3 separate regions of the Mus musculus genome follow, and regions 1 and 2 are each linked to region 3. Evidence: chromatin contacts called from public Hi-C and HiChIP or PLAC-seq data. All regions are on one chromosome and are shown on one strand. Each heading gives the region's core, a stretch centred on a gene start, on an enhancer-like site or on the middle of the called end of the contact. The rest is flanking DNA. Distances are from core to core; before and after follow the strand shown.

What was found. A called contact is a pair of places that touch in the nucleus more often than the background predicts. HiChIP or PLAC-seq counts read pairs in DNA pulled down with a chosen protein or histone mark.
Region 1: a Hi-C map of cerebral cortex shows a contact between it and region 3, with 3 times the contacts expected there. The contact joins the enhancer-like site here to the promoter of Pls1 in region 3. A contact is called at or near these places in 16 of 39 promoter capture datasets (the 3T3-L1 cell line, 3T3-L1-derived adipocytes, the C10 cell line and 12 more), 6 of 15 datasets of contacts at CTCF or cohesin (the G1E-ER4 cell line, the NIH/3T3 cell line, embryonic stem cells and 3 more), 164 of 484 Hi-C or Micro-C datasets (the 3T3-L1 cell line, 3T3-L1-derived adipocytes, the 63-12 cell line and 81 more), 33 of 115 datasets of contacts at active chromatin or transcription factors (the 230-238 cell line, astrocytes, bone marrow-derived dendritic cells and 19 more) and 4 of 9 other capture datasets (adipose tissue, embryonic stem cells, liver and 1 more).
Region 2: a contact with region 3 is called in an HNF4G HiChIP or PLAC-seq map of pancreatic cancer cells. The contact joins the promoter of Paqr9 here to the promoter of Pls1 in region 3. A contact is called at or near these places in 23 of 39 promoter capture datasets (the 3T3-L1 cell line, 3T3-L1-derived adipocytes, the C10 cell line and 14 more), 3 of 15 datasets of contacts at CTCF or cohesin (the G1E-ER4 cell line, embryonic stem cells and large pre-B cells), 20 of 484 Hi-C or Micro-C datasets (the G1E-ER4 cell line, the HL-1 cell line, Th1 cells and 10 more), 22 of 115 datasets of contacts at active chromatin or transcription factors (astrocytes, bone marrow-derived dendritic cells, craniofacial prominence and 14 more) and 5 of 9 other capture datasets (adipose tissue, embryonic stem cells, liver and 2 more).

Annotation. Positions count from the first base shown.
Region 1 is chr9:95,530,097-95,533,832 of GRCm38.p6, reverse strand. No RefSeq gene overlaps it. Among named protein-coding and RNA genes, the nearest start is that of U2surp, 20 kb to the right of the region's middle. Within about 2 kb of position 2,447, at least 14 of the 459 cell types and tissues checked have an H3K27ac peak or open chromatin away from gene starts, as enhancers often do. A contact at or near this core is called in cerebral cortex, where this site is marked.
Region 2 is chr9:95,557,745-95,561,617 of GRCm38.p6, reverse strand. It overlaps Paqr9 (progestin and adipoQ receptor family member IX), which reads right to left and starts at 1,984. Exons shown (of 1, transcript NM_198414.3): 1 at 1-1,984. The coding sequence starts at 1,659. The coding sequence ends at 532.
Region 3 is chr9:95,843,505-95,847,211 of GRCm38.p6, reverse strand. Pls1 (plastin 1 (I-isoform)) reads left to right here and starts at 1,933. Exons shown (of 16, transcript NM_001033210.3): 1 at 1,933-2,041.

The DNA.
Region 1 (3,736 bases), core at 1,198-3,697, 310 kb after region 3:
TCTCCAGAACCCACATAAAAGTAGAAGGAGAGAGCCGACTCTGCAAACTTGTCATCTTTGAGGCATACACACCCCCACAACATAGCCTACATGCAAAATAATGATTTTTTGTTTTTGTTTTTGGAGATGGAGTTTCTCTGGGTGGTCCTGATGTCCAGGAAATTTTTAGAGTGGGTTGGCCTTGAGATCAGAAATCTGTCTGTCTCTGCCTCCAGAGCGCTAGAGTTAAAGGCGTGAGCCACCACACCTGACATAAATTAATTACCTTTTAAATTCTATACATTCTAAAAACAAAACAAAACGCAAAAAAAAAAAAAACCAAAACCAAAAAGTGGGCACACAAAAACATGTGTGTTAAGAATATGGTATGATAGTGGGAGAAAATGATTAAAATATCCTTAGCTCACACATACCTTCCCAAAGCCAAGTCCTCAGGCCAAATGTGGTTTGTAGTTTAGACCCAGGTGTGTGGCTACCATCACTCACCCAGGGGTGGAAACCTAAACTAACTACAGTATAGTCTGACCACGAAAGCACCGAGGGAATCAACAAAAAATACACAGTTACTGGCATGGGTGATGAAAGAATCCTCATTTTAGTGAAGGATCTAAGAATAGGTAGGATTCAGAGGAAAAAATTAAATAGTGCCATTTGAGGAGAGTCCTCGTGTGTATGATAAAGCTTAAGGAGAATCGGGCTGTGGTTTTCTGAGAGTGCTTTTGTCCCATAGGGCAGGAAGGTCAGCTCCAATTCGAATGGATAGTGGTCATCTTTATAAAAGCCTTTATAAAGGCCCTGGTGATTGCCATTGTGGGAGACTACCCTGCAGGACAGTATACTCTACTGCTAAGGGCAGAGCATCTCACTTCTAGAAGTGGCTGTTTTCTCTGGACTCTGGCAGAAGCTCACAGACCACTTGTCTTGGATTTATCACGTGGGAAGGTGCCTCTGATGAAGAGTAACCCATACATGCAATTTGGCCCCTGGGCTAGCCAGCCCTTCGCCTTTCTTGGGCTTTTTTCTTCCACATTTTGATATTTTATGGGATGCGTGTACTGGAAGGAACAGAGGAGGTGAAGGAACAATGGCTGGGTTCCCTGGCCCTCAAGTAAAGGCCTTCAGTCCATTACAGTTCTCAGTTCAGGGCCACCATCATTACAGTTCTCAGTTCAGGGCCACCAGCATTAGTCTGGCCAATCGTCTTTGTGGTTCATTCATTCAATTATTTATCTCTTTTCCACCCATTCACTTTCTTTAAGACTTTACCTAATGGCAGTAATTGTAAAGTGTTTAATGTGTATCTTTTTGTTTGGTTCTTGTTTGTATGGTTCATTGTTTTGTGTGCATCCTATATTTTTCATTTATTCAGTCTGTTTGGTTGGTTTTGGAAACCCCAGTCTATCCTAGAATCCCCACCTGCGTCAAGGATAACCCTTGACCTCCTGATCTCTCTGCCTCCTGAGTGCTGCGAACATAGGTAACCACCACGCCTTGTGCTGACGATTGAACCCAGGAGCACGTGTATGCTTAGTAAGTACCCTACCAACTAAGCCACACCCCAAGCCCTACTTCTGTTTGTTTGTTTGTTTGTTTGTTTGTTTTGGTTCTTTGAGGTAGGGTCTTGTCCAGGAAAAGTTACAAGGTCAAGGATCAGATACAAAAGAAAGGGGGCAGGTAAATTCTACTCCCACCCCAGGGGATTGATCCCAGAACCCTTTTCTCGATCTTAAGTTGGGATTAATTTGTGAACCTTCCATTGACCTTTCTTATGAGCAGCACTGACAGGTTCATCCATTCTAAGAACAATCTAGTATTACAATCAAATAAATACATAGTGCCGCCTGGCCTGGCATTACAATATAGGTTAGGCTGGCTTCAAACTTGCAGTGGTTCTCCTGGCTTTGCTGTGGCTGGGATTACAAATGTGTGCCACCACAGCCAGCTCTAACAGAGAGTACTCCCTGGTGTGTATTCACTTTATGAAAATCCTCTCACCAGACCGCAGTTATTCAATTATCTTTTAAGTCCCTACCACCAAAATAGTACTTTGGCCTTATAAAACCTAAGAAAGATATTGTTGGGATGTATATTGGAGGAGACGGAATTTCTGAGCCATAGAATATGAATATATTTAATTTTAAATGAAGTACGTTTGTTCTCAGAATGGATGAACCACACTGTCTTCTCCATTGCAAAGGTCACTGAAAAGTCTATAAATTCTTTGTGGCAATTCCCACCCCAAAAAAAAAAAAAAAAATCAATGTAAAAGCCCCAGGTTCAGTCTCTAGGGGAGGAAAAAGTGAAACTTGCTTTCCATCTGTCCTCTGTCTTACACTGGATTTAATCTTGTACACTTTTTGAACAATAACAGCATTTTCTAACTCTATTGTGTGAGATCTGCACCAGAGCCCAGGAACTTACAATTCCCATTGTTGTGCTTGGAGCCCTTCCAACATTATGCAGAAAACCCAGGCTAACCTCTCAGAGCAGAGAGACACATGGAGAGAGGATCTGGTCATGCCAGCCTCCTCGGCAGGGATGCCAAACATGAGTGAGCCATGAGATTCCAGAGCCGAAGAGGGCTGTCACGCAGAACCTGGTCCAAATTGTGAGCTAGGAAATGCTTGTTTTAAGTCAGTAAGTTCTGGGGTGTTTATTTTTTTGTAACCATAGATATGCAATAAGCACCCTACCCTAAGAACTGATGGCTCCCACATCCCCACATTGTCCAGATTTCTAATTTTCACTCCTCTTATAGTGATAACTTGATAACTTGTTTATTAGCTATTTCTCCAAAATTGCTAACGAAGTTGTAGATTTTTTTATATCTGTAGACAACTTTGGCCTTTTCCTCTTAAATTGTCTCTCCTTTGCTCAGGTGTCTTATTGAGACCTCTCAGTCCTTCCTGATTTTCTGGGGGACACCTGTGTGTTCTTTGGCATCATCTTCAAGTCGAAGAAGCACATACAAAAGGCTGAGTAGCACAGGATTTTATTCAAAATCAAAAATGAAGTACAGAGGCGTTGCACAGAGAGAGAGCCGCAGCCTCTGAGAGACTGGCATAGCTCAGACCGGTACTTAGTTACTACTCAGAGGCTTCCTTTCTTGGGTGCAGGAAGAGTTGCTTACTAGAGACAGGGCTCATTGGTTTTCTGTTTTGATTGACAGGCTTAGGTTGTATAAGCACTTTCCATATCCTTTCCCACAATGCATCTAGTTTTGATCACAAGCATGCCCAACCAGGCACAAGCATACGATGACATGTAAAGGCTTTTCCATAAAAGTTCACTCACATTTGCATTCCCCCCCCCACACACACACACAAAACCAGTCCAGGTTGGAATCAGCCCACTGTCCTAATTCCAGTATATATTCCAAGAATGTGTTTGAGCACAAAGGGAGAGTTATTACAGATCTCTAGGGAGCTATAGGTCAGAGTGACGAGTAGCTTTGTTTGGAGAGGGGTTTGTATACATCCTGTGTAGATGGGGCGGGGCGGCCTGTTGCTGAGTACTTTGGTAGGAAAGATGTGTATATCGTTAGCACAAGCCAAGAAGGTTGCTGAGGTATCTCTTGTTTATCTCCCTCGGTGCCTTTTCATTTTTTATCTCTTCTATTCTGTAATCTCTCTGGGTCTATTGTCCCCCTTGAGACCGGGCCTAACTTTGTGGGTCAGGGTCATAGGTCATACTTCCTCTGCTTTTCTGATGCTGGCATCCATCGCAGGTATGCCGC
Region 2 (3,873 bases), core at 735-3,234, 290 kb after region 3:
ACATTTTGAAATAATTAACTTGTGTTCACATTCCATGCATTGTCTAGCGGGTTAAGCCCCGGGTTTGTGTCTTTGTGCCCATTTCCCAACAGAGAAAGCTCCATTCTTTCGACAAATCCAAGCATTGCTAGACCTCAGAAGCAGCCAGGGGTTTGTGTTTATCCTCTTCACTGCATACCTGCCTTCACTAAGGGACACAGAAGACTGTTAGAAAAGCCAACTGCTTGGGGCTCTATCTGTAATCACAATCCTCACTGTCTTTGCAAAAATCCCTGGATATCATAGACAGTCCCTAATTTTCTTCCCGGAGGCCCTCTTCCTTCTGTTTCACCTCCCATCTCCCTCTTCTAAAGGCCAGTGGACTTGGGATTCCCCAACTGTCAGGGAACCTTTCCCTAGTGGCCTGCAGCACCCTCTTCCAGCAAAGAAGGAAACAACAAAACTTGAAAACAAACCAACAATAACAACAACAACAACAGAAACTCCACGCAAACCGGTGGGCAAACCATAGCCTCCTCCGGGGGTGGAGGCTCACTTTTTACTGCAGAATTCGGTGCTGTTCAGGAACTTCCTGATGACTAGTCCCAGGCAAACCACCAGCAGCAGCATGTAGCCCACTGTGCCCGAGAAGGTGGGCGCGGCAGGGGGTGCCTGGAGGAACTGGCGCAGGCCCTCTTCCACGTAGTACACCTGGTCATAGATGCTGAGGAAAGTGAAGATGTGGAAGAGCTGATGGCTGTGGCCAATGATGTCGAAGAGACCCGGCTGGATGCGCTCAGGGATCTTGCTCACGTTGAAGAAGGCGGCCACCACCAGCCAGAAGTAGCGGCGGTAGAAGTGCACGAAGAGTGTGGGGTTCTCGCCTCGCAGGTCGAAGAGCCAGCTCTCTAGCATAATGGGGCAGGCCATGCTGAGCGGCATGACGAAGACGAAGGTGCGCAGGGCGAACGGGTAGGAGCACCAGTCGGTGCGGCTCTTACAGCAAGCCACGGTGCAGGCCACAGCCAGCACGAAGGCCACGGGCAGCACGAGCGCGCGGTAGACCGCGATGAGGCGGGTGCAGTCCACGTGCCAGCCCAGGCGCTGCTGCACATACGGCGTCATGACCCTGGCGTCCAGCAGGCTCAGGCTGGGCAGCAGGTAGTAGTAGTAGGCCACGGTGCTGCCGAAGCCATAGTAGCTGATGGAAGCGTAGTCCAGGTAGAAGAAGGCGGCGCGCAGGCGCAGCGACAGGCAGCTGAACACGTGCGCCGTGCAGCTCATGGCGAAGGTCAGCAGCACCCCCGACGCATAGCACCACAGCGGCAGCAGCCAGGGGTGGTGGAAGGGCACATCGCTGCCGCCCAGGAAGAAGAGGCGGCAGAACTTACTGAGGAACAGCAGCAGCGGGATGAAGTGCGTCCAGAAGTTGAGCGTCTCATTGGTGGGCTTCAGCACCGAGGCCAGGCACTCTTGCGCGGTGCACGGCAGCCGCCGGTAGCCGGACAGGATGAAGCACTCCACGAAGTCATCGGGCACCTCGTCCCAGCGCAGCAGCGGCTTGGTCGTGGCCGCCGGCGGGCTCCGGGGGGCGGAGGCGGAGGCGGGATGCGAGCGCCGGGAGGTCGAGGCCGGCGGTCCCTTCACGCCGGCGCCCCGCTGCTGCAGGCGCCGCGGCATGGTGCCCCGGGCTTAGCTAGGGCGCGCGCGAGGCCACCGCGGGCGCCGGGCGCCGTCGGAGCCTTTGTGCGCGCGCGCGCGCGCGGGACCGCGGCCGCAGGTTGGCTACGCGGCCTCGGCTTGGAAGCGGGCTGCTCCGGGGGCTCGGCGCACCGGGCGGGAGGCTGCTGCTGCGCGCGCGGCTTGCCGGCGGCGTCCTCGCCACGCTCGGGTCTCTCAGCCCGCGGCCGGCCGCGCTGCGGTGGCGGCGGTGGCGCGGCTGACTGCGGCGGTGGTGGCGGTGGTGGCGGCGGCGGCGGCGCGGCGGTGACTGGGCATCGTGCGCGCGGGGCGGGCGGCGGGAGGCGGGATGTGCGCGAGGCGCTGGCGGGGGAGGGCGGCGCCGCGCAGGGCGGGGGCCCCCGGGGTTAGGGTGTCTGCGCCGCGGCGGGGGGATGGAGGTGTCCCCTGTCTTGCGTCTCCTACCATCCCCCCCTTCTCGGGCTGCGACCGCTCGGGCCGCCGCGTTAATGATTGATGCGGGGCCGGAGGCTGGCCAGAGACGCGGCCGCCGGCGCCCAGGGCGAGAGGGTGGGCAAGGGTGGGCGAGGGGGTTCGAAGTGCGACAGCCACGCCGGCGTTCTAGAGGACACTGGGGACCCGAGTTCGTGGGGGGCGGGGAGCCGGGCTGGGCGGAGGGATGCTCTAACTGTAACCTGCGGAGGTGTCAGGGAGGGCACTGCGGTACCCGCTTAGAGACGGTGTCCGAATCCGAGCTTGGCGGTTGTCAGACAGCTGGTGCTGCCTGCCTCTCTGTTCTGCTGTCTGTCATCCGTGTGTGAGTGTGTGTGTGCCCCCCTCTGTGTGTGTGTGTGAGTGTTGCCCTCCTACTCAATCCACGTCAAGTCCTAGTTTATTTCCTTACTCTAGCGGACCTATTCAGGTGCGTCACTATCCTCCTCCTCTCTCTCTTTGTGGTGTCTAAAGGGACCTAAAGGGACAATTCCCAAGCTGGTCTTCAGCTCAACTCACCAACTCGGAAGCCCCAGCTTACTCCTCTGTGGCTTCTTTAACTAGGAATCCGATGAAGAGCTCAGGAGCGCTCGACAACGGATTTTCAGGAACAGTTTCAGATGATGGTTTGGGGATTCAGAACGCCTCTAAGGAGCCGGGGAATGTATTAAAAAGGGTTTCCCAAGCAGAGCTGTGCAGGAGCCTCGGGAGGAAGCAGATGAGGGAAGACTATAGGCGTCTTCTAGAACAAACCAGAAAAGAGAGTTGAGAGGGTTCCTAGAGGCTTAGCATCGATGGTTTAGAGAAACCTATGCATAATTAACCTTAGAAGTACCTGGCAGGTCTAGTATGAGTTTCTTCAGGCAAGGGGCCCGAAGAAAAGGAGACTTGAAGAGTTCAGAGGTTTGTGATGAGCAGCGGTGTGAAAAATATCATAACCTAGACTTCCAAGATGGGGGTCTCCCAGTGACGTCTCAAATGTTCACCGTGTTCCATCTTTCAGTGATACTCCGGGTGTGGCTTCATCTGACCGGAGTCTTCACCTTGGTATAACAAAGATATACATACAGTTTTGAGGTGTTAGGCACTTGATGTCTTACAGCTTTAAAATATCTTAGATACTCTTTCCCCCATTTTGCAGATAAGGAAAATGGAGGCACCATGGCCATGTTGAGTACACCCAGGTGGTGAATGTGAACACAGGCAGTCTGCTGTTAGACTTCATATATGAAACTAGAACACCCACTAACCTTCACTAGGAGGAATCGGACTGCTAGGAAGGACCATCCCACTTAGGAAAAGGCTTTCGATTGAATTTTAAATTTTTATTTTATGTTCATTTTAAAATCAAAAGGGCCACCTTCATCACTAAACAGAATCTTGTAAGGAGGTTAAAGAAGATTATTAGTATGGATAAGTTGTTTATAACTAGACTGTCATTTTGTATTGTAAATGTTTAGGATTAATCAAGTCTTTTTGGAAGTTTCAGCCTTTTCTCTGAAATAGTTTCCACTCGTTGATTTTGCAAACTCTTGCACAATCAGGCCAAAGGTGCACGGTAATGTTATATCTTTCTGACCTATCACATATTTTTTGGCTAGTGGGTTTGCAATGAATTCGGGTTTTGGTTGAAGTTTTTTAACTGATCATTTATTTATCTCTCTTTCCCTTTTAGTTTTCCTCAGCTTTAAAATTGAACTCTAGCTTCCTTTACCACGTGGA
Region 3 (3,707 bases), core at 684-3,183:
ACTACATGTATAGAATATAAGTATGTTTGATTATCATTTCCAATTCTATTGGGCAATAATTTATAGAAAGTGAATTTTCCATGTTTAAAGTATCCACTTTAGCCTTGGTATTTTTTTTACACCCAGCAAATCATCATTATTATCAATAAAGAGAATGTCTCTATGACCCTGGAAGATTCTCATTGTCTTGTTGCAGTTCATTCGTTCGTTCTCCACCTCTGGCCCATGCAATTACTGACTTTGCTTTTGTTCTTATCAAGGTGTGACTTCACAGAAATGAAGCTTCACGCTATATATTTTCTCTCTGCTTTCTCCAGTTCAGCATAATGATTTTGAGATTTATCTATTGTAGGGAGCAAATGAAGTCCTGAGTGAGTGGGCTTCACCATGTCAGGTACCCCAGTGCGTCAGCCCTGTGGAGATGGCAAAGCCTTCCCTGGGTCTGGAAAGGCTCAGAGGGATGGCCAAGCCTTCCTCTGGACCATTTACAGGCATTGGTCGTGTGGGCTGAAAAGGTCACCATTGCTGCCCATGGACTGCTTTCCTACAGAGACTGCCCCACCGCTCTCCCACTGAGTCTCCCTACACCTGCCTCCTTGTTCAGCTACACGCAATAACCCCACCTCCCCATTCAACTGTACATAATAAACTACACATAAACCATCTCCAGGACCCTGTGGCTTCTCAACCTTGGAGCCCAGACCACCCAATCTCAGCTTTTTTTCCCTGTCCATTTCTCTCTGTGTGTTTTCTTTTTCTTCCTTCACTCCTGGTATAGGAGGATGTGGCAATCTATAGTGAAGCATTTAGATCGGTCATTCTCTTTTAGTACCAAGTAGTAGTCCATTGTGCTGATGTAGCACGTTTGCTTTTGACAGTCAATTCCTTCCAACTGTGGCTACAGAAAAAGAGAAGGAAGCTACTACATCAGTATTCAAGCCTCTATGTGATATGCTTTAGTTTATCTTGGACAAGAGCTAAGAATGAAATGGCTAAGTCATGTTGTACATACATGTTTAAGTAAATATTTTGAGAGAACACAATTCCTCTTGTACATCTGCACTCAGACAAAAACGTTATTTATTGGACTTTCTGGGTTATGGGATTTTCTAGGCACGGAGAAGTCCTTAGCTCACTCCTCTTTGGCCCAACCAATTCTTTTGGACTTTAAACAGTTTCAGTGTACTGAAGCCACATTCCTACCGGCCTGATTGCTACCTGTTCTGCATCAGTTCAGGACTACAGGGCCAAGGGTCACCTAGGACCTTAGGTCAAAGGACAGCAAAAGTACCCTGCACACCTGTGGATCATGCTACCAGAAAAGCACACAAGAGCCCTTGAAGCTGCGTTCCGTTGGCTTGACTCAGATGTTGTTGGAAAAAGGTCCTGCCTTTGTTTGAGTGTGGGCTTTGGTTATTTATTTTAAATAGGTGTGGCTGTTTAATAAAGAGGGAAGGATCATCTGAATTCCCCAGAAGGGAGAAGGATGAGAGAAATTGTTTTACTTTAATAATTATCTTACCTTGTGAGCTGTAGTTTTCAAAAGTGCTATGCATACTAGTGTTCTGAGAACACATTAGAAACATCCAGCATTCAGATAAAAGATGCGGATACTCTGGGTTTGAGAGCTGTTTGAACAAAAACCTGAGGCCCCCTTGTTTGAGAACCACCGTGCTAAAACTCATTTCAGGGGTGCAGACAGTTGTAATTAGGCTGAGTGAAGCGTGGGCAGCAGGGATGACGCCCCTGCAGCGCGGGTCCACTTCCCCATCTTCCATCCCCCAACCTCAACACAAACCTCTTTAGTTAGCTCCTGCAAGCCTCCTTTCACCTGACTGCAAAGATCTGGTGGCCTCTCCCCTGGGTGCAGCAACTAAAACCTGGCGAGTGGATTTCAAGCGTGCGGGTGGGGGTGCGGGACGAGCATGCGCAGTGGCGCGAGCGCAGGAGCAAGGAGGCGGGTGAGTGGCAGCCGCAGCGGAGCGGACCAGACCAGCGGGCGCGGGGATCCCGGGCAGGAGCTGCCGAACGGCCGCCGCAGGTACCGGGGGCTGGGTGCCTGAACGCACAAGCGGGCGTGGGTCAGGAGGGGGAGGCCGGGCAGGAAAGGCAAGCTTGGCTTAGCGGCGCTCGGCGAGGGCTCCGGGTTCCTCCGACACCTGCGGGCGCGCTCCTGCCCTGCGGCGGAGTCTTGCGCTCAGGTGTGAAGTCCTGTGTGTCGCTGCTTAAGCCCCAGCCCAGGAAGCACATCGTGATACCCTGCATCTAGGAAGGGAGGGTACTAAGTTTTCTGGTTTAAACTTTGCGTGGCTGTTGAAGAGGTTTTTCTGATCCGTTGGTGTGTCTCTTAAGTTGTGTTACTGTGTTCGCCTCTGGTGCACAGGCGAATGTAGGGACAGAATGAAATTGCATCCGTGTTTGCTGGACTTAAGTGCCTTTCCAGGAGCCCTGGGGCCTCTGGATGCAGTGCAAGAAATGTCAGTCTTAGGGGAAAGTGCCAAGAATTTTGTGCGATTCAGCAGGCTGCATTTTCGAGTATAAGCTTTAAAAATTAAAAAGAAAAAAATACCAAAACAAAATACAGAAACCCATTTTTAACATTATTACCCCCATCCCAGGCTTCAATGAGTAGTATTGAAAAGAAAAACTTTCCTAGTTATTTACATTGTGTGACTTATACAGACATGTATCCTACCTCAAAGCTGTTGTAGACTGTATGGGGCCAACACGGAATGAACATTTCTTTGTTGGAGGAATGTGGAATCATAACTAGAATTTCAGGATGAATACAGAGACCAATGTTTTGGCCCCACAAAGGTGAAGCAAGGGCATTTAATTCCACGCCCCACCTCTTGTAACCAACTCCTCTTTAAACTTAATTCATTAGTGAAATTCTATAGGAAAGTGTTAAATTTGTGATGCGAGAGGCACGTGACCGTAGTAAGTGTAGGAAACGGAAAATTGAAGTTGAGGAGGAAAAAACAAACTAGAAAAGAGATCACAGAAGACCCCCCCCCCTTCCCTTTATTTTCCTGCCGTGAGGGTTTTAATGGTCGAAATAATATACAGTTGGTCTGGTTTTGTTCCGAGGGACCTCTGAGGTCAGCCAGTTCAGCTGCTTCAGTTTACAAATGAGAAAGCTGAGACCAGGGAGGTTAGATGACTTGCTCTGCCCGCGCTCGCCCCTCAGGGCCAAGCAGGGCCTGGGAAGCTGGTTTTCTGATTTCAGGGATCTCTTTACTGTGCCTCTCTGATATTCTTCTTGTTGTAGATGATTGACCTTTCTTTCTCTTCCAGCCTCTCCCGCTCAGTCTGATGGAGGCAGGGAGTTAGTTCCTACCTTGCTCATCCCTCTATTCACAAAGCCACACACCTCTCAAGCCTCCCTGATGGGGATGCTGGTCTGGGAACCGAACCCTGTGCCCTTTCTCACACTGAATGCTTGCTTGTTTCCCTCCCGGGTGTGAGCTCATTGCTCAGGTGTAGCCTCTTCTTGGAAGTTCCCTTTGATAGCAGCAGCCATGTGTAGCTCTCTTCCTAACCCCAACCCCACAGTGCTTTATGACTTCTGTCCGTGCTGCCGTACTCCCCTTTGGATACAGCTTCCTGAATTATTGTTTAGAACACATCCCTATTTTTTGACTGTAGAGTTGTTAGGTGTGTAAACTCTGGAGAGTGTATGACTTAAAAGATCCCACCCAGTACTA